Regions from separate parts of the Anas platyrhynchos genome. Here region 1 is linked to region 2. Evidence: chromatin contacts called from public Hi-C data. All regions are on one chromosome and are shown on one strand. The core of a region is the stretch at or near the end of the contact, and the rest is flanking DNA. Distances in the headings are between cores, read along the strand shown.

Region 1 (5,790 bases), core at 2,913-5,412, 130 kb before region 2:
TAGTTTTACTTAAGTTTTGCTCTGCTTGGATTATAATTTTAGTAATGTGAATAAGAAACTGTGCAGATGCTAACCAGATGTTAATATCAAACTGTACTTCAGCATGTTTCCATGTCGTAACTACAGTGTTACTATGGTGATAACAGATTCACTAGAGGTTTCATTTAATAAAGCAGGATTGCATGTTATATCTGTACAGTTACCATAGTATTAGTCAAACAATTGTGCTTCTTTTCACTGAATTGATGGTGTTGCCACTGAGTTTAGTTTCCCTTGTAAATCTATTTTTTTTTCAGGGATAAATTTGCTACATAAGCACGTTCTAGTATATTGCTTTAAATGACCTCTATTATTTTCTATGGCAAAAAAATAAATACATAGTTTTGAGTATTAAACTAAAGCTTATATATATATAATATATAATTTTATTTTTCTGCATTTGACTTCAAATTTAATGACATTTGGGCTAACTGCCCAAGACTTCCAAGGAAAGCCTAAGAAGTTGGAATAAGCAAAGGATCTACACTGGCTTTCACGTGAAGTCACCTGTATTTGCAAGTGGCAAAAAAAAAAAAAAGGTATTCAGTTTTATTGACACCCATCCAAAAAGCCAAGTAAAAGGACTGGCATATTACTATTCTAAGCTAACAAACTGTGGCCTGATAGATATTTAGGGCTGAATTCTGCTCTGTATTCTGCAGTTACCAGCTCAACAGATTTGTGCTGTTGGTCTGAATGCACACCAGAAGAACTGCCTATACTTTTTTTCTTGCATTTTGGTTCTCATCTTCCTTGCCTTGCACCTTGTCTAATTGCTTATAGATCCACAGGCCAGCTACCATTGCTGTGAGAAAATGATCGAGTTTTTACTTGCAGCACTTGGTACAAGACACAAGCAAGTTAGGTCCAAAATGAGTCCATTTCTTCCCTGATCTCAGTCCAAGTCCTCTTCCTTTTCTAAGTAGCAGAAAGCTTTATAGCTTTTGTGGTGCTGGATATTCTTAACCCTCTGTAGCTCCATGTACATTGATGTGGTTGCACAAAATTGAGGGCAGTGTGTAGGTCAGAGCTGGGAACTCATCTCTTTTCTATGAGACCAAGAGGAGCTTTTGGCTTCTTTATGTCTTAATAATAGAAGTAATAATAACAATAATTAATAACTATAATGATAGTGATAACCTTCCAGCTGAACATGTGCAATTTGTATTGCCTCAGCATTATTCCCAGGCAGAGCTTCATTGATATTCAGAGCGCTGCCATGTCTGTCGCTGCTCTGTGCACTTTGGGTCTGGAATCCTTGGGGAGCCTCACAGCTGTCAAATTGACTTCCATCATTTCTCTTGGAGCCGAGAGACAAATTATTCAGCTAGCCATCAGACCTGACTTCACAATTGAAGTTGCAATCTCTAAGTGATAAAACGGTGCATCCCACTTCAGACAAATAGTTCGGCCTCTGAAGAGGGGGAGAGGGGCTGGGGCTATTGATGCTGTTTGTTTCTCAGTGTCCCTTCTTTATTCTGTGGAAACTTTACTAATAAATAAAAAGGTATTCATGGTCTAATGATCTGGCAGGCGGTGGGGCCGACATATGCCAGTGAGTCACTCGGAACCCCACTGGGGGCTGCTGACACTCAAAATGCACACTGCAGGGACGGCCGTGTTCAACAGCTTAGCCCTGACCGCAGAGAGACAAAACGAATCCCAGTCAAGGGGCTGGGGCAGTGAACTGCACTGGAAAGATTTTCCCTGCTTTTTGCTTGTTCTGATTGCACGAGGGTTTTTAGTCCTTTGAAAGCTGTTAGGGGAGAGCCTCAGCGCCGGGACCTGTGCCAGAGACAAGGCCTGACGTGAGACCTCTTGTCAGGGCACCACCCCGCACTTGGGCCGCGCACCAAGGCCGCGCCGCGCTGCTTCCTGCATCCATTTGGGTTGGGAAGTGGCAGGTGCTTAAAATGGCGGTGGGACGTTCCCGCGGCACTGCCGCCACCGGCTCCTCGGGGCGGAACAAGGCGGCCGCGGGCTGGCGGGGGCCATGAGCGGGGCCCGGCCCCGTTCCTGCCCCCGCCCGAGGCCTCGAGGCGCGGCGATGCTTCCGGGGGCTCCGCGGGGCCGGGACCCGGCGGCGCTGCCTCGGGCCGCCCGCGGCTCCCTCAGCGCCGGGCCGCAGAGCCGCCCGCCAGGGGGCGCCGAGGCCCGGCCCCGTCCCTCGGCGCCCGTGGCGGGGCCCCGGGGCTGAGGCACCTCGGCGGGGCCCCAGCCCGTCCCCCGGCCGCCATCTCGCTGAGGGGAATCCCCCGCAGCCCCCGGCGGAGAGCGAGGCCCCCGCGTGTGACGGGGCTCGAAAAGGCGGCGGCGGGGCCTCATCCTTCCCCTGCTTCCTTCCCCTTCCCCGCCCTCGCCCCGCAGCGGGAGGCGTCGGAGCGGTGCCATTGCTTGGCTAACGGGGCTGTCGGCTCGCTGTGAGGATGGAAGAAGGGCTGGTTGTGCACGGGGAGCTGTGTGACAAGGAAGTAGCGGAGCCGCTGCAAAGACCCTTCCCTAGAAGGAAGCCTGGGTCGTGCTTGGTTCGGCTCTGAGAGCAGAGAAGTTGGCTGCAAGGCAGGAACTAATTCTTTGAAAAGTTACCACGCGGTGCCAGGTTGAGGAGGGGCCGCCCATGAAATGCCCAGGGCCCACTCGCCTGGTGCTGTCTCCACAGACTGGGAGCCGGCTTGGGACAGTACCTGACCCACTTCTCCTTGGGGCAGTGCATGCGAGTGCCTTGTCAAGGTGAAATCAACAGGTGAGATTGGATCACGCTGTTAGAATCTGCATTTGGGTCGTTGTAGAGAAAAGAAGCGGCAGTTTGTTTCCCGCTGATATCCCTGCCTGACACTGAGGTTGCCGATGTACTTGAAGATGAGATAGGTACCCTAATGGCACGGCGTACCTCTCAGTTTGTCATCTGAACTAAGCATGTGGATGTTCAATCCTTCCACCAAGCTATCCAGCATAAATCCCCTGTGTCCTTATCCCCCTCATTCTCATAAGTCTTTCCTAGATGTTCAGGTTCCAGAAAAACAAGCACCTCTAAATCCCCCACAGCATGTTGCTGGGAGAAGACGACATCTGGGTTTTTTAAAGCAGCAGAACTAGATGCTATGGAGCAAGCTGCCTTTATCCATTGATTGTGCTTTTCCCTAGATCATGTCTGAGGTCAAGAGTTGACCTGGAATTAAAAAGTCTGGGAGAAAACAGCACTTGATGGTGCCATTTTGTTTTCTTGGTGATCTTTTACAGCCTTTCATTAATCTTCCCCCTGTTCTCTAAAACCAAATTAATGTAGTTCTTCCAAAGTTAGCACTTTATTTAGATTCTGGATACTTTTAGTAGTTTTTTAAGTAGCTGCTTTTAAGGGATTCTTTCCATTCTGGTTAAAAGTTCTCAACATGAGTTACTTTAACATTTATATATTTTAATTTAAATAATTAATATACTTATACATCATAAAGACACAGATTGTCAGCACGTGTATCTCATTGTGGACACATGACCATAGCACATTCACTGGTGGCTTGCAAGCTGCCGGCTGGAGGTCAGTTAGACCTGGAAAGCCATAAAGAATGAGGATCTGCCTTTGTAGTGATCCAGCATGTTTTTGTATGGTGCTGTTGCTAGTATCAGCAGTGTCTGGGTGAAGCTGCAAGCAGGATTTGTAGTTCCCTGATGAGGATTTTTCATCTGCTCTTGTACAGTAGCCTGCACCTACAGAAAATATATCTACCTTTTCTACCTATATCTACCTATATCTACCTTTTTTTTTTTTTCCTCATTTTCCTTTCCTATAGGTGTCCATAAATGCCTGTATTAGTGGGTACTTCTGACATTTCCAAATTGCAGTTTGAGAGGGTCAGAAAGGTTCTTAAATGATTAAAATGTCTAAGCATCGTAGAGTTTGGAAAATTACATACAATTTGGCAAAAACAAGCACACAGAGAAAAAGAAAACCCCACCCAGGCATTCCCAAATCAAGAGAGCACCTTTAAAACTTTCCTTTGAATTTGCTTAAAAGGCTTGAATAGTAGGAGATATGCATGAGTCATTTTCTCTCTGTCTCTCTCTAGAACAGGAAAGCTAGCAGAGGGTGGAGGCAAGTCAGCACATAGTGTGGTACGCTTTAAAATATCAGCTGAAATGACTAGGCTGAAGAAGTAGGAGGACTGATATTAGTCACACACTATTACACGGTTCAGAAGATAAAGGCAGAAGGAATTACCGGACAGGCAGATGCCACTTGGCCCAACATTTTAAAACATGAATCTTCACCTCAGATCTCTTCATTCTTTCTTCAGAATGTCTGGTTGCCTTACACTGAGAGAGATTCATTATCTTGGCCAGACAGCAGCTGAGTGTTCTTAAGCTGTGGTAGGAAAAGGGTCGAGTTTACCACGTGGTATCGGCAATTCACATCCAGGTCCATTTTGTTCAAGCCTTTTGTTCCTTGTCCCTCTGGACAAGTGCAGCAGTTATTGCGGTACTTCCACTTCAGAGAGCTGGTAGGGAGGATGAGGATCTGTGTAGGAAGAGCCAACATCACGGAGAGATGTTTGATACAATTTCCTGCCCTGCTGCAAGAAACTCAGTGTTAGCTAAGTGCACAGTGAAGTAATACATTCTCCATTTCTCAGGCCCTGTTTTTCCACTGTTCTTGGCATTTACAAGGTTATGCAGAGTTAGCCTACCTTGCAGAGAAACAGACCATGCTTTTTTCTGGTGCCCACAATGCATAGGCCAGGAACTTGTATGTAAGCAGTACATTACGCTTTGTGGTTGCAGGAGTAACAGAAATTAATTTAGTTCAAGAGAAGGGGAAGCGTATCCTTTGGATGTGTAAATTTCCCAGTTATAATAGAAGAAAACATCCACAACAGTTGAAAGGTTTTAGTATTTGGATAAACTGTCTTCGATAAATGCAGACAGCAGTTTGCTGATCAGGCCCTCAGCCTGGGTCTTTGGAGGCTTGCAGGATCCAGTCCCCGTATATACCTCAGTTTCTAACAAGGTGTTTCATTAAATAGCCCAGATCTTGACTCTATTCTATACTGCTTCATCTCTCTGTAGTGCATCTGATAATGTTATACATCACATTTAACCACGCCAAAAATAAAACCTGCAACAGACCTGCCTAGTTGTCTGTGACTGTCTTACAAAGTACTTCCAGCAGCCCTGCGAGCCATTTTGGATTTAGTCTTACCCAGGTTTCAGCCTGTTTGCCATGTGCAAGTATTGCCTCAGTACTGCTGCTCAAGAAATGTTTTACATGTCGGCTGTAGTACCTTTTTCTTTAAAAAAAAAAAAAAAAATCATGACCATTTTCTCTGATTTTCTGACAAATTCTGAAATTCATTACTAGAATTGTACCATTCCTCTGCCCTAATTGGATGGCTGGAAGGTGTCTTAGCAGCTGTCAAGAGTTCTCAAGTGAGTGAAATACAGTGCTAAAGCTCATGAAAGATTTTATAAGTGAACTATATTAGCTGGTGTTACTAAATAATTTAATTCATTAGAATATCCAGAGTAGTTTACCTCTCCCTCTGGTTAACGCACTGTAGGTTGGCTATGGCTTTCTTATGGGATCTATTCAAATTTCCTTCCCAAAACCATTACTTAAGTACGATAAGGGCAGGAACAGGCTAAACAAAAATAAAAAAAGAAGACCCTCTTGCCTTTCATAGTGAAACTTGGCTTACTGAGTACATTTGTTTGCTTTTCTGATCTATTTTCTTTTGATCAGAACCATCTGACCCTCGT
Region 2 (6,191 bases), core at 2,131-4,630:
GTGCTGAAAACCAGAAGGAAAGTTTTTACTCAATGGTCACAGCTCACTAAGAGCAGCATTACAGAAATATTTTAGACCCTTGTCTTCACTGACGGAGCTGGCCAGCTTTACCACCCATGTTTTCTGTTTAATGGCAATAAAGGCAACATCTTACAAAAGGAGAAAATCTAAAGATAGAAAACAAGTGTTACTATTCCTGATTTTATCAGTGCCACTGGCACATACCGCTTTTTTTTTTTTTTTTGTCTCCAGATATGAATTACAAGTTCTGCAGATTCCTCCCCTGATGTGTCCAACTTCAGCTCCTGGCTGATTCCACCTGGGCATGAAGAGTCAGAGCCATGAGCATGTAGTAAGCGGAGGAAGCTTCATGAAAACACGGGTTATGACAGTGGGAAGATAGGAAATGTTTCTTCTCCCAACCCCAGCAGATGTTGTCCAATTAAGGATGCAAATAAATCACCCTCTGCATTGCAAGTCAGAAAACACATCCATAAAAGCTCTCTAAATACATTTCAGTTTAAACTTGCATAATTCTCCCAGTGGAGAAATCATCTTAAACTTATGTAATCCTTAGAAAGAGACATTACAGACAATTCAGTGCCACGAAGAAACAAGGAAGACATCTCTAGAAAAGAGGTGCACCCACACACAATTAATTATATAGGTGTAGGGGGGAAGCGCTGGGAGAGCGACGCAGAGCCCCGAGCCTGCTGTTTCCACAGAGACCAATCTGTAACCGAGCTCAAGGGGCTGCTCCCCTTCCAGCAGCCAGCACTGTCTGTTATACTTAACCCAGACTTCCTAACACTTGATATCCTGTCTGCTCTTTCAATGCCCTTACTCAACATTTCAGACAGACATTACACAAACTGGCTGGTGAAAAGGGTTGAGAAACCAATGAGCAATCCAAGTCAATGACCTTATTCTATAAAATGATACCATTGACGGAACAGAGGGCGAGGAACAAAGCACAGGGGTGCGGGTCTTCTGCACATGTCCCTGAAATCTTCCCCAGGAGAACTAAGCCAAGCACTCTGCTCCACCTGAGGATTTTGTTTTGTGGCACTGCTGCTCTGTAAAACCTCAGCAGTTCTCGTGCTTCCAGTCCAAATGATGGTCGCACCAAAACAGAAAGGGTTTCAATTAAAAAATAAATAAATGTCACATTTTCTACAAAGCATGTGCAAAGGTAACTGTACATCAATCAATGAATAACAAAGCCAGAACCCGGGCTATCGATTTGCTCCTTTGCTGCTTATCTCCAGCATGCAGAGCGAGGCTGCAGTTTCTGCACAACCTCTGGCCTCATGGACGTCTCTCCTGACTTTAAGTATAACTGCTTAAGCAACTCAAAGACTACTTAATATAAGTAAGGGTGGCAGGACGCCTGCATTTAACAGAAAATGCCATTATGTTGCTTAGCAGGTTGTTTTAATACACACCCAGCCTGGAGAAACCCAAACAAAAGTGACAGTGACCAAGCCAGAGATGGAGGCAGCGATAAGAGACCCACACGGGGGAATTCCCATTGGCTTCTCCCAGAGCCCTGGCCATGAAATGCTGGCAGGATCAGGGCTTCAATTTGTATCTGTTTTCGTTACCTCATCCAAGCAAAGGTCAGAGCAGCACAATGAGCCGGGCACACAGTGGCCGGCAGCTGCCTGCCAGCAGGTTTGCCCAACACGGGCACACGAGGCATGTTCAAAGGGCTGCACCTGATGCAATTCCGAGGCCAAGTTTATGGCCCTTCAGTTTGCACTGGAGAAAAGCAAGGCTGGCCCTGGTCCCAGCTGCAGAGACTTCCCCGTCAGGAGAAAAAAATAAGCTAAAATGCTGAAACATAGAGATTGACAAATCCTACATAAAAGAACAAAATCACCATTAGGTATCTACAGCAACCTGAAACCCCAATGGTGCATGGAGCAACCAGCAGGCAAAGGCCTCCCTGTCCAGGGGCAGCTCCAGCTGCAGGAGCCAATGCCCTGCTCAGTAAGACCTGCCCAGGTCACAGCACCCCCAAACACCTATGGGACCAAAACCTAGTTATAGAGCAAAACAAAAACACTGCAGTGCCAAAACAGGCCCACTCCTGGCTTTGGCACAGTCCTGTAAAGGTGAGGGCACGGCCACAAGCTCACTGCAGCCACTCCGTGTTAACCCCGGCGCATGTCGGTTCAGGATCTGCCCTCTTCCCCACGGCTGCAAGCACCGCCAGCACGCACGGGAGGAAGTCTGATACAGAGACAAGTCTGCTGTGGTTTGTGGGCGAACTGGTTCCAATTAGTGCGCCTGCTGATTGCCTGAGTGAGAACTGCCGAACGAGCCCCAAGCCCCAAACTTTCAAATTAACCTCGGATGCTCCAGAAAATATCTCAACAGGTGATTTTGGTAACAGTATGAGGCTGAATCTGCAGTGGCAATGAAGACAAGAACCATACAAGACATACCTGCCTACCCAAGGTGGGCACGAAGATAATAATGCCATGAATTCTGTCCACCCCCAGCGTGACACACACTAACTATAGCAGAAACTGAGTGGAACACCACTAAAAGTAAAAACAGAGATACACACTTATTAATCTGTACTTCCAAAATGCAGAAAACAGATGCAAATTAGCAATTCTCTAATAAAATGTATTATTAACATTGTAATTGGTAAGTTTAAAATAAAGGCATGTTATATTACTACGCGTTAAAGTAATGCTTCCTTTACATGAAAATCAATTTGATTTAAGTGTTCTATGGCCACTCAAAAGAAACAGGTTAGCTTAGCAACTGACAGTACTCTACTGATAGATGTCCTACAGCCCAGCTGGAGTTCCTTCTGTCCATGCTTTCATTTCTTTCCAAGAACCCCGTCAGATTTAGTGCAACTCTTCCATGAGAGCTCCCTCTAAATAAGAATCACAGCACGAAGTTCGGGAACTGTCTGCCTTTAAAAAAAAACACAAGAGTGTAATGAGGCTTTTTGTGCCTGATACTTTGCATGGAGATGCAACTCGGTGCAGTGGCAAAGCAGTTGGGCCGGCTAAGCCAGCAGTGTGAGTTCCAGTCCTTCGTTATCACCAGCAGCAGGGAGCCAGCCCACTCCTTGCTGTACTCGGTGCCACCGAAACCCTGAACTTCGGCACAATATCCTCGCTAGGAGACAAAAACGACACGGATTTTCAGTAAGAATGGACAACGGACCTCGTCGAGTCTCCAAATTGTGCTCGGCTCAGCCCCCTCGATGCAGCCGCAGCACTGCTAGCGAGGTGCAGATAAGGTACTGGTGGCTGCCAGGAGTTTCACCGCTGCGTTGTCTAGACATGCTCTGAGCAGCCTCACGCAGACACTGCCAGATGCTTTTACAACGCCGACGTGAACACTCATCCCAGCAAAGGAAAACACACCCTCGCCAGGCAGCCCGATAACCGTGCCTGGCTGCTGGCGGTCAGGCCAGGTGCTGCAGGCTCCCCGACCGACACACTGTGTTCACGCCACCTTCAAAGCGCGCTGCTCTTTGGGGCAGAACACACGGCCGAGCCCCAAACCACTGAGATGGAGAGGCGAGAGAGACTGCCCGGACAATGAAGGCAGTGGCATATATTTTAATATTTTGGGCTGTGATTGTCTGAAGAATAGATTTTGTGTAATTTCCTCCCTAACTCACGAGGGCTGAGTTCAGGAAGTACAGTACGATTCTGGGGTAACAGAGAGCCACAGGTGACTCAACATCATTAGCTCATTATTTGCAGCACACTCTGTGTCTCGCACACATGCACGTACCTGCTTCTTTGTTCTCGACCTACAACATCTGTAAAACTGTTTGCACTCCTGGCAAAAAAATGCTGATGTCTGCTTAAACACTGACATCTCAGGTACACAGGATTTCGCTTAAGCTCGGCATGGTTTTTCAGGTCCTATTCCTAAGGTGTGAAGTGTTTGTGAACTTAGGGTACTCCTTCAAGGCTTCAACACTTGTGTTTTAGGGACTTCAACATTTTTACTGGGTATTTTCTAATGAATTCTTAAGCAGCAAGTAAGAGAGCAAATGACTTCTGTGCTCCATGGGGAAACACCTGAACCCATAGCTCTCAAAGCTTTTCAAGAGCATTCATCAAGCCAGTTGGTACAGAGAAGAATAAATCCATCCAGCGTCCTGAACACCAATGCCTGTGAAATCAAAAATGGGAATCTCCCTGCTATACGAGATCAAGAAACTCGCTACTGCCAGGAGGCAGGACTTGGGGATACAGGAACAGAAAGATCCGCATCGTAGCTCCATCACATTTCACGTGGCCACAAAACACAGTGCAGCCACCACTGCACGGCACCTGAAAGGCCCGAGCCACCCCAGCAGTGCTCGGCAGCCCCACGCTCTTCCACTTTCGGCAGCGTCTGTTCTTCGAGTTGGCCGCACACTTGACCTGGCTAAACCTCTCTCCAGCTGAGAAAGCCGCGTGTTGTGGCAGCCCGGGCTTGGGAGGCATTGAGAAATGAAGTGCTCATTTGTGTGTCTGTACACAGAAGGCTGCTTCCAGCTCCCAGCTGCTTCACCCGAGTGCTGCTGGGACCTGAGCTGTGGGAACGCGGCCCCGCTGGCATTGGGGGTGTTCACACGCGTGCAAGGAGAGTTCTCATCCCCCCTCGCTGCCTGATCGGACAGTTTTACTAAACATACAGATGTCTGGCACACAGCTAGGAAACGTGGAAGCACCAAACTCTGCTCAGTTCAACGTTCAAAAGAAAAAAAAGTTGAAAAGAGGCAGAGGCGAAGCCACCCTCCTCTCCTGGAAACAGCAACCAGAAAGCCTTGGGGTGTGTTTGTTTGAACTAGCTCCATCAGAGACATACCTGCGTACAGAGCACGGTGCTGCTCCACACGGGGTGGAGAGAGGATCTCAAAGACAAACCAAGGCCGCGTCTACACCAGCAAGAGGACACAACATGCACCAGCTGCTGAGCTCAAGAAAAAGGCTTTGGCACCGATGGTGGATTTCTAGGACCCTGTTTTGCAATGCTGTCAGGTTCTTCACATTTTGAATCTCTGGAAATAACCCAGAACACATCGGTTGGGCTCCATGCTGATAACCATGGATCAAATGCGAGACAGGTAGGGAAACGGGCCTCCCCCTCATGCAACAGCAGTGCTGGTACTCTGAGACCGGACAGAAATCACAGCAGAAAAAAACCTGTGAGAGCTCGTGAGAAGGTGGAAAACCCAGCAAAGGATACAAAGGATGATGGAGAGGTTATAATATGGCTCAGGAAAAGAAAGGATCTTCTGCTCATCCAAGGATTAACGAGGAGGATACAAAAACCAAAACGTTGAAGGGGGGTAAGGAATGGGGCTGAGACACCTCTGGTTCCTGCTGTGGTGGTGCTCCAGCTGTCAGGACCCATGCCAGCTTTTGGTGAGGACCCTTTGCTGACTTCAGAGCTCCAGAGGCAGATGGAAGCTGCTTCTGCCAGTGGCAAGACCAGGCAACACACATCTTGTTCAAGCAACCCCGCTGAGCCAACCTATCTGGCTGAGTACAGCAATGGACAGATAGGCACGGCAGATGCTGCACAGGGGCACACGGTGAGACTTCAGTATCTAGGCAAAGCTTTGCCTCGCAGCACCACTTACGGACCAACCCAACAGGAGGGAGGAGGAAAAGGCAGTTTTGCCAGCATGTCCAATCTGCAGCGGGGGCTCGTGCCAGCCCAGCTCCTCCATTTAGAAGTCAGAGCCTTAAAAGGCAGAACTGTGCTGGCAGAAGCCTCCAGACCTCCCCACACAACCCTCACAAAGACACACGGAAAGGTCAGAAACCTCGCTGCTTCTTCTACAGCCCAGCAGTCCCATCCATCCCAAGCTACCAGCATCCCAGCAGAGCCCCGAGGCGATGTGTACACAAACACACAAATAATCAGGAAGCTGATAAAAAAAAAACAAAAAACTCTTGCAAGTAGAAGACAGAACATCTGACACAGCAGATTACGGCACACACCACGCCACCACCTCTGTATGGAGCAGAACAAAGCAAGGCAGAGATCTACATCAGAGAGGAAGCCCACCACAAAGGCACACGTTTCACACTTTCATCCCCCAAGACAGACAGACAGACACAGATAGACATGAAGCCCAGCACACACGCGAACCCCCCACGGGCCGGCGGTGACTAACGTAACACCCAGACACGGGATCATCCTCGCGTTTC

What was found. Hi-C and Micro-C count contacts between places; a contact is called where the count stands out from the background.
Region 1: a Hi-C map of subcutaneous adipose tissue shows a contact between it and region 2, with 1.9 times the contacts expected there. The contact joins two enhancer-like sites. A contact is called at or near these places in 4 of 8 Hi-C or Micro-C datasets (F1 follicle, liver, skeletal muscle and 1 more).

The regions. Positions count from the first base shown.
Region 1 is chr22:522,898-528,687 of IASCAAS_PekinDuck_T2T, reverse strand. No RefSeq gene overlaps it. Among named protein-coding and RNA genes, the nearest start is that of RER1, 110 kb to the left of the region's middle. Within about 2 kb of position 4,162, at least 4 of the 8 cell types and tissues checked have an H3K27ac peak or open chromatin away from gene starts, as enhancers often do. A contact at or near this core is called in subcutaneous adipose tissue, where this site is marked.
Region 2 is chr22:393,185-399,375 of IASCAAS_PekinDuck_T2T, reverse strand. The region is part of intron 5 of SKI (SKI proto-oncogene); the gene reads right to left. Among named protein-coding and RNA genes, the nearest start is that of FAAP20, 34 kb to the right of the region's middle. Within about 2 kb of position 3,380, at least 5 of the 8 cell types and tissues checked have an H3K27ac peak or open chromatin away from gene starts, as enhancers often do. A contact at or near this core is called in subcutaneous adipose tissue, where this site is marked.